Linked DNA regions of Zea mays: region 2 is linked to region 1. The links are chromatin contacts, called in public Hi-C maps. All regions are on one chromosome and are shown on one strand. Each heading gives the region's core, a stretch centred on a gene start, on an enhancer-like site or on the middle of the called end of the contact. The rest is flanking DNA. Distances are from core to core; before and after follow the strand shown. Region 1 holds the start of LOC103639270. Region 2 holds the start of LOC100274584 (alpha/beta-Hydrolases superfamily protein).

The links. Hi-C and Micro-C count contacts between places; a contact is called where the count stands out from the background.
Region 2: a contact with region 1 is called in a Hi-C map of leaf, with 1.9 times the contacts expected there. The contact joins the promoter of LOC100274584 here to the promoter of LOC103639270 in region 1. A contact is called at or near these places in 3 of 25 Hi-C or Micro-C datasets (endosperm, leaf and tassel).

What each region holds. Positions count from the first base shown.
Region 1 is chr9:143,845,798-143,851,544 of Zm-B73-REFERENCE-NAM-5.0, reverse strand. It overlaps LOC103639270, which reads right to left and starts at 2,435. Exons shown (of 5, transcript XM_008662029.3): 1 at 2,155-2,435; 2 at 1,999-2,055; 3 at 1,795-1,901; 4 at 1,610-1,672; 5 at 1,073-1,490. The coding sequence starts at 2,197. The coding sequence ends at 1,386. It overlaps LOC100217037, which reads right to left. Exons shown (of 20, transcript NM_001367758.1): 15 at 5,285-5,393; 16 at 5,125-5,197; 17 at 4,933-5,026; 18 at 4,413-4,496; 19 at 4,183-4,249; 20 at 3,672-4,044. The coding sequence ends at 3,917.
Region 2 is chr9:144,312,681-144,318,427 of Zm-B73-REFERENCE-NAM-5.0, reverse strand. LOC100274584 (alpha/beta-Hydrolases superfamily protein) reads left to right here and starts at 3,328. Exons shown (of 5, transcript NM_001148937.1): 1 at 3,328-3,846; 2 at 4,770-4,961; 3 at 5,081-5,320. The coding sequence starts at 3,447.

The DNA.
Region 1 (5,747 bases), core at 1,186-3,685:
TCCTTATCTATACGAATATATAATTCATCAGTTTAAACTTTGCAAAACTCACCCAACCAAAATCACCCCTCACACCCATAACCTCCACTAAATTCACCAAACAAATTACACTCATAGTTAACACACCATCAAAAACAACAATTCAGGTCATTGGATAACTTACTCTCACTTACTCAAATCTAATGATCAATATTATTTGGATCATCTCTTATCCCCCTCCCCCTTCCTCGCGCCGACCCCTCCCCCTCACTCGCATCGCCTGTTGTTGAGTCGTTGACCTCTTCCTCCTCTCCGCGTGATCGTAGCATTAGCACGAATTACATAACAGTTAAAATAAACGTCATTCAGTCTTCGTATGAAACGATCCTAATCTGTATTTTTGTTGTCAAAAATATTTTTCCCCAACGGTATACTAGCTTCTTTAGGGCTAGTTTGGGAGCTCAATTTTTCTAAAGGATTCTTATTTTCCCAAGGGAAAATGAACTAATTTTTCTTGGGAAAATGAAAATCCTTTGAGATAATATGGTTTCTAAACTAGCCCTTATAGTTTTTTTCATCAGCAAAGGAGGGGTTCGATTAGTTGGGAGGCGGGGTTGGCATCACCATGAGTCGTTCACCATGCCGCATATGGTCGGTGCTGTGCGCTTTGTTCGGTTAATCACGCCTTTGTCCTTTCTCCGCAAAAGCTGCTGTTGTTGGGGGACCAGCTGGGGCAGGAGCCCGTTACGACATCCACTAATCAAAGTGAGCGAGTGAGATGTTGCTCGGGGAAGCCAGAGCCACCGGTACTTGTGGCCGGCAGCAGCACACGAGGTCCTCGTGGCCGGGCCATCCGACACCAACTATTTTGGCCATCGATCAGCCGCAAGGTGCTGCTGTTTGGTTCGGGTCCTTTTGGTCCGTAATCAGCTTACGGCGCTACTAGCGGATTTCTTTCTGATCGTATTGTGAATCTTTAATTAATTAAAAATTAAAGGTAGGAGACGCGTGACGTCCTGGTGTCTTTCTACCATCCATCAGAGAGCCATGCTGAATTTATGCACCGGCAGCTGGGGGGCAGGTCACATCTCTCTCATTGTTGAAGCCTTAAAACAAAGATCCGTAGGAAAACAGACATGCTGCTGCTGCTGCAGGGGCAGCAGGGCCGACGCTGGCTGAACCGTCACAATCGCATTGCTTTTCGTTCTGCTTGCTGGGGCTCGTAGTGATGTGATGCAGATGCAGAGAGAGCGGCACGTACTAGCGCCACAGTCTGCTGACGCTTGTGCAGAGAGGAACCGAGCAGCGTGGCCGGGTTACAGCCATGCATATGATCCCGTGGCGTCCCATGCCAGTCTGCTGACGACGCATGAGCTACGTAAGCAGGCGATGGCTTACGTTGTTGATCACCGCTTCCACCACCAGGTCTCCGTGTTCTTCCTGATCTGCTGCGCGAGCGCGGCGAAGTTCTCGGCCTCGCTCTCCAGCTCCGCGGACTGCTCCGTGATTCTCTGGGCACAGCACAGCACAGGGAGGCGCGCGGATGGCCATCGATCGGTCGGTCATTTATGTATAACAGAAGGAGTCATTCATGCATGAACCGGTGGGTCTATGTGTCTATCTAATCTACCGCGAGTTTCTCCTGCCGCTCCATGAGCTTCTGCTTCGCGTGAGCCGCGGCAGCCGCGGCGTCCTGCGATTGTATGTAAATCATCATCGTCACAAAGATGAGCGCGGTTTCGAAACATGGATCAGTGTGTTGGCGGCGAGACTGATGCAGAAAGAAAGAAAGAAAGAAAGAAGAAGAAAAGCGACCCCTTTGAACTTGTATTTGGTGAGGATCTCCTGGGTGCTTCTCTTCCGTGGCGTGTGGGCGGCGTCGTCGTCGCTTGATCCTTCGAACAGCTGCTCTCGCTCCACGTCTAGCGGGTAGCAGCGGACACTATTATCACTATCCCATTGATTTTTAGATTAGAAATGGGAGCTCACGCACATGCTGGAACCTGTTGTTGCCCGTACCTGTCTTGCTCTTAGTATTGCTCGCAGCAGACGTAGACGACGGTGCCTCGGCGTCATCTGCGGTGGATTATGGATTGCGTCTCAAGTATGCGCCAGGGGCGTAAACAGGGATGGGATGACAAGAGAGATCAGAGAGTGAGGGAGACAGAACAGAACCATTCGTCGATTCCTGTGTTGGCACTGGTCCCTTGTTTCCCATTGCCAGCAAGACTGTTCAAGTGTCTTCGCCGGCCGTGTGGAATTCAGATACGCGTTTCTTTTTTTCCCCCTTTCTATTCCTCGTTGGGCACCGTCGTCAAGAACTCCGGCTGCAACATCCACGTCGTGCAAAAAGGCCGGCGCGAATCCGGAACCGACTAACTACCTGCAACCGAGGATGGAAACTAATGCAGGAGAGCAAGCAAGCAAGCAGATGAAAGAGATTGGACGGGCAGTTTATTTTGCTGCTAACCACATTTAGACACCTCGAAACGTGGCTTGCCACAGAGGGTTAATTTGGTGCTTCTTATTTTTGGGCAGTACAGCTCGATCTCCAGTTCCTTCTTTTGAAATAGATTATAGGCCACGAATCAGGCAACGAAATTGCACGCTTAGGCTTCGCCTCTTAGCCGGTCTCCAACAGCTTGCATATCCTACCTTCTATTTCAAATCCATTCGATAAATTATGTAGTCTATGATGCAAAATAATATTTTACACCATCATACTCACTATCTAATGGAGACAACCTTAAATATGACCCCAAAAAAATTGCAGGCTGAGACTGGATGAAATGCCTGCTCGTTTGTTTTTAGAATTGCAAGTATTGCAAGCCAAAAGGTTCGCTCACTGTTTTGGCGTTCTCTCTACGTCCTACTAAAATAAATGCATTTGTACAATTTATTGTTGAGATCAACGGTACTAGGAAAATTACATATATAGCCTCCTAGCAAAATCTATCCACACATGTAATAATTGCACTTTGTGAATAGAGAAAGTAGTAAAGTCTACTTAGAACTAGGTGGTCCCATAACTAAAAGCGCACTTGTTCTAAAATAATAAATACTAGAAGTAGGGTGATAATATGCTCTAAATTTTATATTATAAAATTTAAAATCAGATTAGATTAAGATTGGACCCTATTTCTATTTATTTTTGAACTAAAATTTATTTATGTCCCTACCATTTTGTGAAGTATTTGGATCACGATCTAATCTATTATCACCCCTAACTAGGAGTGTATCTATTAGAGCATGCATAATTAAGGACATGTTTGTTTCTATAGTGCTAAATTTTTACTAAACTTTAGCACTTAAGAGTTGTATGATACAAATGCTAAATTTTACCACATCACCTCTAATTAATGTGAGTACACGATACAACAACTTTTAGTTAACATGTTTGGTAAACTTTAGCAAAGGAAAACAAACGAAGCCTAAGTTTTTGGATCGGAGACAGCATAAGTATCTAGATCATAAATGCATACGAGCAAACCCGACTGTATAGCGCAACGTGGAATTATACTTGGCAAACATCTGTGCCTGATAAGAACAGCATCTTTGTGTTTTTGATGCCCCACCCTCACTGTACCAGACAGAGGGACGGAGGTGTCTTTTCTGTGTCAGCAACTATGCAAGACGCCAAGACCGTCGCTACCAACCAGTCACACTAAAAAAATATGTGGTCTCTCGGATTTATTACAAATTTGGAATTTCGAGGCGTAATTTTCTATTCATGGATACATAAAAAGTATAACAAATAGAATGTGCAAATCCAAACTATAGGCTTACAAATTAGCAGCTTCAGATTACGGGACCGGCAGGCCATCCTGCCTCCTTATTTAACCTTACTCTTGCAACGAATAAAACAACATTCTAATCCTTTTACATTCAATTTCTAACAAAGGGCAATATGAAAGGGAAGGGGGGAAAAGACCAAGGATTAGATTAGACCACACAGACGGGGCCTAGAGCAAAACTGTTTCCCATTGGCTTTCACCAAGGCTACTACTCCGACTGTTAAGCCCGCACAGATAATGGAGGAGATCAAGTGCTGCGCGTTCCGTCCAACTGCAGATGAGATGAGACAATGGATATAAAATTTTGCTGTCTGTGCAATTCAGTTTTTTTCAAAGAGAATATAAGCACAACTGATGTGAACAGTCTATCAAAACTTCAGAACTCTGGAGACTAGCAAGGCAGGCAGACCTTGACTGAGAGTGAAAGTTGTCGCGGTAATCCCACCAACTATGATTGCTGAAGCCACCGGCAGATACTGCAGTATGTTTTCGCAACAGCCACAAAAGGTGAGACCAACCAACAGCAGAGTTATTTAACTTTTTTGTAGAGGATGTTGTTTAACTATACAAGGGTAGCAATTCCCATCAGATAAATGAAAAGGCCACACTACTAAGACAGGCAAATTATTAGTTAATTACCGAAGAAGAATCAACACCATTATGAAAAGGAGAAGAGCTGCCTTGGCTGACTGTATAATAACCGCTAATAAGGTCAAGAGCATCCTGGAGACAAATAATGAAAGAGGCACAGCGTGGTCAACACAAGGGTGTAGACAGGGATAATCTAGCAAGAAGCACTGGGAAATAATATAGTAGTATCATTACATGACTGTAAAGTTGCATCTGAATCAATGTATCTTATGGCACCTCCTTAAGGGCTTGTTCGGTTATTTTCAATCCATATGGATTGGAGGGGATTGATACGGATTGGAGGAGATTTTGACTTACTAGGGATTGAAACCCCTCAATCCATATGGATTGGGGTAGAACCGAACAAGCCCTAAACATTGAAAAGAGAAATGATGCAATGCACTCTTGCTACATCATGTGCAGTTTAGCTAAGTGCTCTGGAAACTGAAGTGAAGGTTGTACAAGAAAAATGCCTAAGAGGAGCGATCGCTAATAGGACTAGAGCAATGAGCATAACATAAGAACTTACTTGCCGCACTCCGTCATGAAAATTATTCAAATAATATCTTGAAAGAGCACTCATTCCATCTTTAATTAGTCCAGGCAATGTCTGCCTTCCATATCTGTGTTACCTCAATAGTTCCCATGTAAGTTAGCCAAGTAACACTACATATCACAGTTTATTATTAATGAATTACTGAGGCAGGAAATGCTAGAGTACCTCACTAGATCCCCTTTCAAAGCATAAGAGCCAGCATACTCCAGGCTCAGCTCATCACCGTGCTCAACCCATACTGCTAGGCATGCAATCATGACCATAAGACATTTAGATAGCAGTCTAATTATTGGCAATAAATATTTCACCATAAAAGATACCTTACATTTTTTGAATGTATCATGAATGTTATCAGAGAGAGAAATGCTTTCAGATGACAATAATGCTCCCATCAGCTGCAATTGAGAATCCAATGATTTTCTTGCAAGGAAACTCTGTTAAGGAGGAGAAAGGATGTACCAAAGGAGTTAATGAAATGATAAAAACCATAGTTCATTAATACGTTTAAAAAACAGTTTTAGTTCCACGGTCCTGGTATTTTGTTATTTTAACCATTAGTATTGCAGCCAATTCCATGCTCTGCATAGAACTGAGGGAATATTGAGCACAGCTTACATCAATCCCTTGCTTGTTACCATGTTTAACAAGGTATTTTCATGTACAGATGCTCATTAGCAAGAACTAGTTACGTAAAGACAGGTGCATAGTACCAAGTTCTAACTAACTAATATGTAAATAAAAAGGGCAGATCTAGTGGTGGAGGCTCCCATCAAATGGGTCTAGAAAAT
Region 2 (5,747 bases), core at 2,079-4,578, 470 kb before region 1:
TTCCGGCCTTGTTTGGATAACCAGTTCCAGACGGAGAAAAAGTGGAGCCTGCCGCATGCATCAGCTACGAACAGATCCCACCGTCCACTCCCGAGACCCAGCCTGCGAGATCGCGTCCCGCCGACGCGCCGCGCGCGGGGTCGCTGCGCGAACCGGAGCACGCGATCCTGCCGCCCTACGGTGCGGTGGGCGCCCACTCCACCGGCTCGAAGCGTAACCGGTACGCGCGCGTGGCTCGGCTCGGCGGCGGCTGTGGGCTGTGGGCCTGTGGCCCGTGTTGTTTTGCCGCCGCGCGTCGTGGACCCGTGGTGGCCTTGTGGCAGTGCAGGTGGCGAATCGTGGCGGTTGGAGGCTAGCGTGCGTGGTATGATGATGGATTGATGGGCCAGGGGCGGTCGCCGGTCGGTCTCCGCCAGCCGGTCCAAGCGTCCTCGTCCGGTTGCGCCGCCGTCCCATCTCTGCTAGAGCCACACAGGGGGTTTTCGACGACAGTCAAAACACGGACAGTCTCTCGATATTCTACTATCTCCTCTCTGCTCCATATTTCAAATTATAAACCATTTCTACTATTTTAGATATATTGTATATCTAGACGTATAACGAGATCTATATAAAAAACCAAAATACAGCATAATTTTAGAATAAATAAAATAAATCATAAGATATTTTATATTTTCTAGATAAACCAGTTTCAATATACATACATACATACAGATATACCATACATGTACATAGTAAAAACTACATATCTAAAAAAATCAAAATATATCTCTACTATATTTTAGTGGCTACTTCGTCGTGCTCGTGCGTCGGCAAAAAAAATAGAGGTCATGGACACCAGGGAATTGAATTGAACCTAGGATCATTAGGACAACGACCTCAAGGGTTACCACTCTACCATGTGATTATCTGTGTTATGTAAAGACGCAATATTATAAATATGCATATACTGTTAATTAGAAAATAAAAAACAAACTTATGTTTAAATAAATATTTATTTAAATAAGAACTAATTATATGATATATAAAAACCGTAGCAATATACGAACAACTAACTAATTATAGTTTAAAGTGACACTTTCTTAATTGACGCTAGTAAAGTTTTTGGTTTTTTTTGCCCTTAGAGCAACATTCTTTTTAATTTAACGGTGGATGTAAATTAGGTTCCATATATGCCACTGCCATTAGTTCTAACCTCTAACAGTATTCTATACTATACTTAAAGCACCAGTTTCAACGGTCGTCACGCGTCATCTTTTTACAAATAACTCCCCACGGTTATTTCAAATTAATTCGTTGCACGTCTATATATGGCCAAATGGCGGCCCAGCATGGGCCAGACGCTCGCGGGCCACAACTCTGGCTCAGGCACGCCATGCCGGCCTGCTGACTATGACGGGCAACCTGTCGGCCCATTTGATTAAATCAGCGTAAAATATTAAAAAGCGGTGCATGAGGTGGGATTCGAATCCATGCTCTGATGGAACAAGGGCGGTAAACATTAGATGAAGTTGTCTAACCAGTAGAACATCATGTTCAGATATTTTTAATATTGAATATAAATTGTATATATGTATATACGTTTTTTTAAAAAAATAAAAAAAAATATAATCGTGTCGGGCCGGACCAGCACTACAGGCCGAGGCTACAGCCCAAGCATGACACGATGTTCTTGGCTCTTGCAAGCATTAGGTTATTTCTAAGACCACATTGGCGCAATGGACTCCATGGTGTTTGAGGTTGCTGAATTGGATAGAGCAACGATGATTTATCACACTAACAGTAAAATAAAAGGTTATTTGTTTGTTTTAAACGTTAGTAATTGCTACGAAGTAGTATAACTTATATGGAGCGCATCCAATTTTTATTGATGCCTGCCTTAGCAATCACTCCATATTTTGATCCAACTTTTTTATAAGTTTGAGTTCATGTGACTTATTTTAGAAACTTGAGCTCACAAATTTTCTCTTATTTGGTCTCTGTATGGTGAAATTATGTCATTTTATAATCTCTGTTTGTTTAGTTAGTCGTTATGAACTCTCTTTTAATCGCTCACTTCATTGACCGTGTTGTACCATGATATATTGCATGGAGTAAACAATAACATGAGTTAGCCAAATCAAAAAATATTATACAGAGAGTGGATACCATCAATAAAAAATCTTGAAAATTTTTTGGTGGATAGTTTACGTGGGTATTGTTGTAAGCCGTAGCAACGCACGGGCAACCGACTAGTAGTGTTAAATTTCACGTGAAAAGATGTTTTTCCAATTAAATAAATAATTATCTGAACAATCATTTACGTACAGATACTTTAAATAAAAATTTGTGCCATTAAAATAGCTATTATAAAAAAATAACCTAAGGTAATTAATTAATTTAATTAGAGGAGTACTAAGTACCCAGTCCATTTTACTATTTTAGATTGTGTACTGTTTTAGTTTTGTTAGGTCAATCTTCTTGGATTTTGACTAAGCCTATAAGAAGAACCCAATATCTACAACATCAATTTCATTTCTAAATTTTGTTGACACAGTGCACTAAACAAATGTGTGGGATAACGTTGAAAACTTCAAATGTCTGTAAACAACTTAATTCGGACATTTACAAGAGTAGTCTCTTAAGGGCCTGTTTGTTTAACCCCATGGATTATATAATCTAGATTATTTTTGGAGGATTATATAATCTGGATTATATAATCTGAGTAGTCCCGTTTGTTTATCCAGATTATTTGAGTTGTTAATAAGATTCTTTTGTATGATGAAGACATTAATGCCAATGGTGGGTTATAATGGCAATGGTGGGTAATTTCTAGGAAACTTTAAAGGGTAGTGGGGAAGTGGGAAAAAAATAATCTGAAATAAGCACCTCCTCACTTGCTTATGGATTATCATAATCTAAAGAGTTAGATTATATAATCTCGGCAAATAAGCTGGACTGTTTGTTTGCCTCTTAGGATTATTTAATCCATATTATATAATCTGAGGGGTAAACAAACAGGCCCTAAGTTTTCTTGTTGTGAACGCAGGAACAAAATGGAAACACCACTTTTCAATTTTTGTGACCCACTCCAGCACTCCTGCATGCCAGTACAACTCCGTGGCAGTTGCGAGCCGCCGTGCCGCCTCTCACATTTCCTACGGCCTAGATCCGTGGACGCTCGTGGTCGTGGGGAAGAAAGCAACCCGGGCCCGGAACCACCAAAGCCAGAGACACCCACCAGAAACTCCTAGACTCCTAGTACAGTTTTACCCACACAGCCTAGCGGGACCTACAAGTCAGCCAAACGTCTCAAGCTCGCCATTTCGCCTCGGTTTCCAGCTCCCACTCCTCCCTTCCTCGCTTCCCAATCTCCAAACCTCTCACTTGCACGGGAGCACGTACAGCCGTACAGGCGGAGCCAAAGCGATCGGCGCCGCGGCGGCAAGACGTCGTCGGCGGCGACGATGACGTGGCACGAGGACCTGGCCACTCACGTGGGGAACACGGGCGTTCGCCTCCCCGGCGCCGGAGGTCACGCGCCGGCGGCGGCGAATGTTGCTGCGGCGGGGGCCGGGTGGTACGGGGAGGAGGAAGAGGGGAGGGCGGAGGAGGGGTGGGCGCAGCAGGCGAAGGGGTTCGCGGAGTCGACGGCGGAGATGCTGCGGGAGCTGGGCCGGGGGCTGTGGGACGTCGCCGCGCAGAGCCTCGCCGGCGCCGAGGACAGCGAGGTGGCGCGGCGGCTCCGGAAGCGGGCGGCGGCTACGGGGAAGCGCCTCAGCTTCATGAACGAGTACCTCCCCGAGGAGCGCGACCCGGTGAGGTGTTGGCTCACCGTCGCCGCAGTCGCATTCGTCTCGCTCCTAGGTAACCGCTGATCTCGCGTCCGCCGCTCTTGTCCGCGTCAGCGCCGCTACGCCCCGCGCTCGCGTGACGCGTCTCTGCTTCTAGCTGAGCCTGCAACTGTGGTTCGTGGCGTCACGCAACATGCTGTATGGGTTTTGTCTCGTATTTGTTCTTTTACGGGGATGGATCTAACTGACTGTGGAGAATCGGGAATAAACTCGTGTTTCAGTTTCTGTTGCGGGTTTTATTTTGAATTTTGGATTGTAACTTCTCTCTGTGAGCAGATATCTAGTCTGTAGTACGTTTCACTGTCCAGTTGGTGGGAAAACGTGGCATTCGCAACCATACATTTTCAGACCCTGGGGTCATGCCTAGTTTACTCGCTCAACGTTGCGTTGACAAGAAGAACCCACAACTACACTACTGTTTCATGCGTATTCTGGGTTTGTGTTTGATCCGCTGAATCATTGCAATGGTTAAGGATACCACTAGTCAATTGTTTTACCTTTTGAGTTCCTTGTCACGGAATGGGACAAGGGGAACTGTTTCATCCTATTTCATTCACATATGTACAGATGGTTTGTCTAGTGTGTCTAGTTTAAGTAATTGATTTCCATGGAGAGCACTGTTTATTTCTCATTTTAGTCCGATTTACTCTGTCACTGATTTATTGTGTACATTTTGTGATCAGTTTGGTTCATTGTGGGCCAAAGCTTCTTGCTTGAGAACTGCAACATGTTAATTTATATATGTTTCGAATAATTTATGAATTTAATGTGACATCTTCCATGATATCATAATGTTATAAATTTATGGCCATCCAGTTATAATAGCACAATGCAAAATATATTCATTAGTGCCGAAATGTTCACACCTGATACAGTTTGTCCGTGTAGAGATCAGTGCACCACTTTAATTGCTTAATGAGAATGTTCTCCATGCAGTTTTAGGTTTTGGGAGTGGCAATGAAACTCCAGTAGAGCTTCCAAAGAAACTTATCATCGGCCCCCCAAGTGCTGATAGAATCCAACTTCCTGATGGACGGCATCTGGCTTATCAAGAACAAGGAGTTTCAGCTAACAGAGCAAGATTTTCACTGATTTATCCTCATTCTTTTCTTTCATCAAGGCTAGCAGGTAGGGAGTCTAGTCGAGTTGGTATGGCATGTTAGTTTATCAGAGCGTTACATCATTTACCGGACACTGTTGGCATTTCCATGCTTCCTATTTGATCTACATTGTTCTTTCTCATGCAGGAATCCCTGGAATTAGAGCATCTCTTCTGGAAGAATTTGGAGTACGACTTGTGACCTATGATCTTCCTGGTTTTGGTGAGAGCGATCCACACATAGGCCGGAATCTCAATTCTTCTGCAATGGACATGCTCTATCTGGCTAATGCTCTCAATATTCCGGAGAAGTTCTGGGTTGTGGGCTATTCTGGAGGTGGAATGCATGCCTGGAGTGCTCTTCGTTACATTCCTGATCGCATTGCTGGTACCTACTTCATGTTTTTTCTTCTACATTGTTTTGGATTTGTAAGTTTATATTTTGGCAAGTTGTTGAGGAGGGGGCAGCTTTCGTGATCTTCTTCGCTTGGGGCTCCGATTGAGTTTCCTCTTAATATAATATTGTGGGAGCGGTATTTCCCCTACTGCCCGAGTTTTTTTTATGGGGATGCCTATTTGGATGCAGTTGTTTTTTGACACTTGCACAGTGACCCATTGTTTTCAGCCTGTGGATATGCAATGTCATACCTTGCTTATCCCTTTTGAACTTCAGAAGACTTAACTTAATTCTGGAAATGATTGTGACCTAAACATAATGCGATCCATGCTTTACATTTCTGTAAGCTTGTTAGTATATCACTTTTGCCTCTATGATAATGAAATGTGGGTGCTCTATTCAATTGGATTACTCAGCA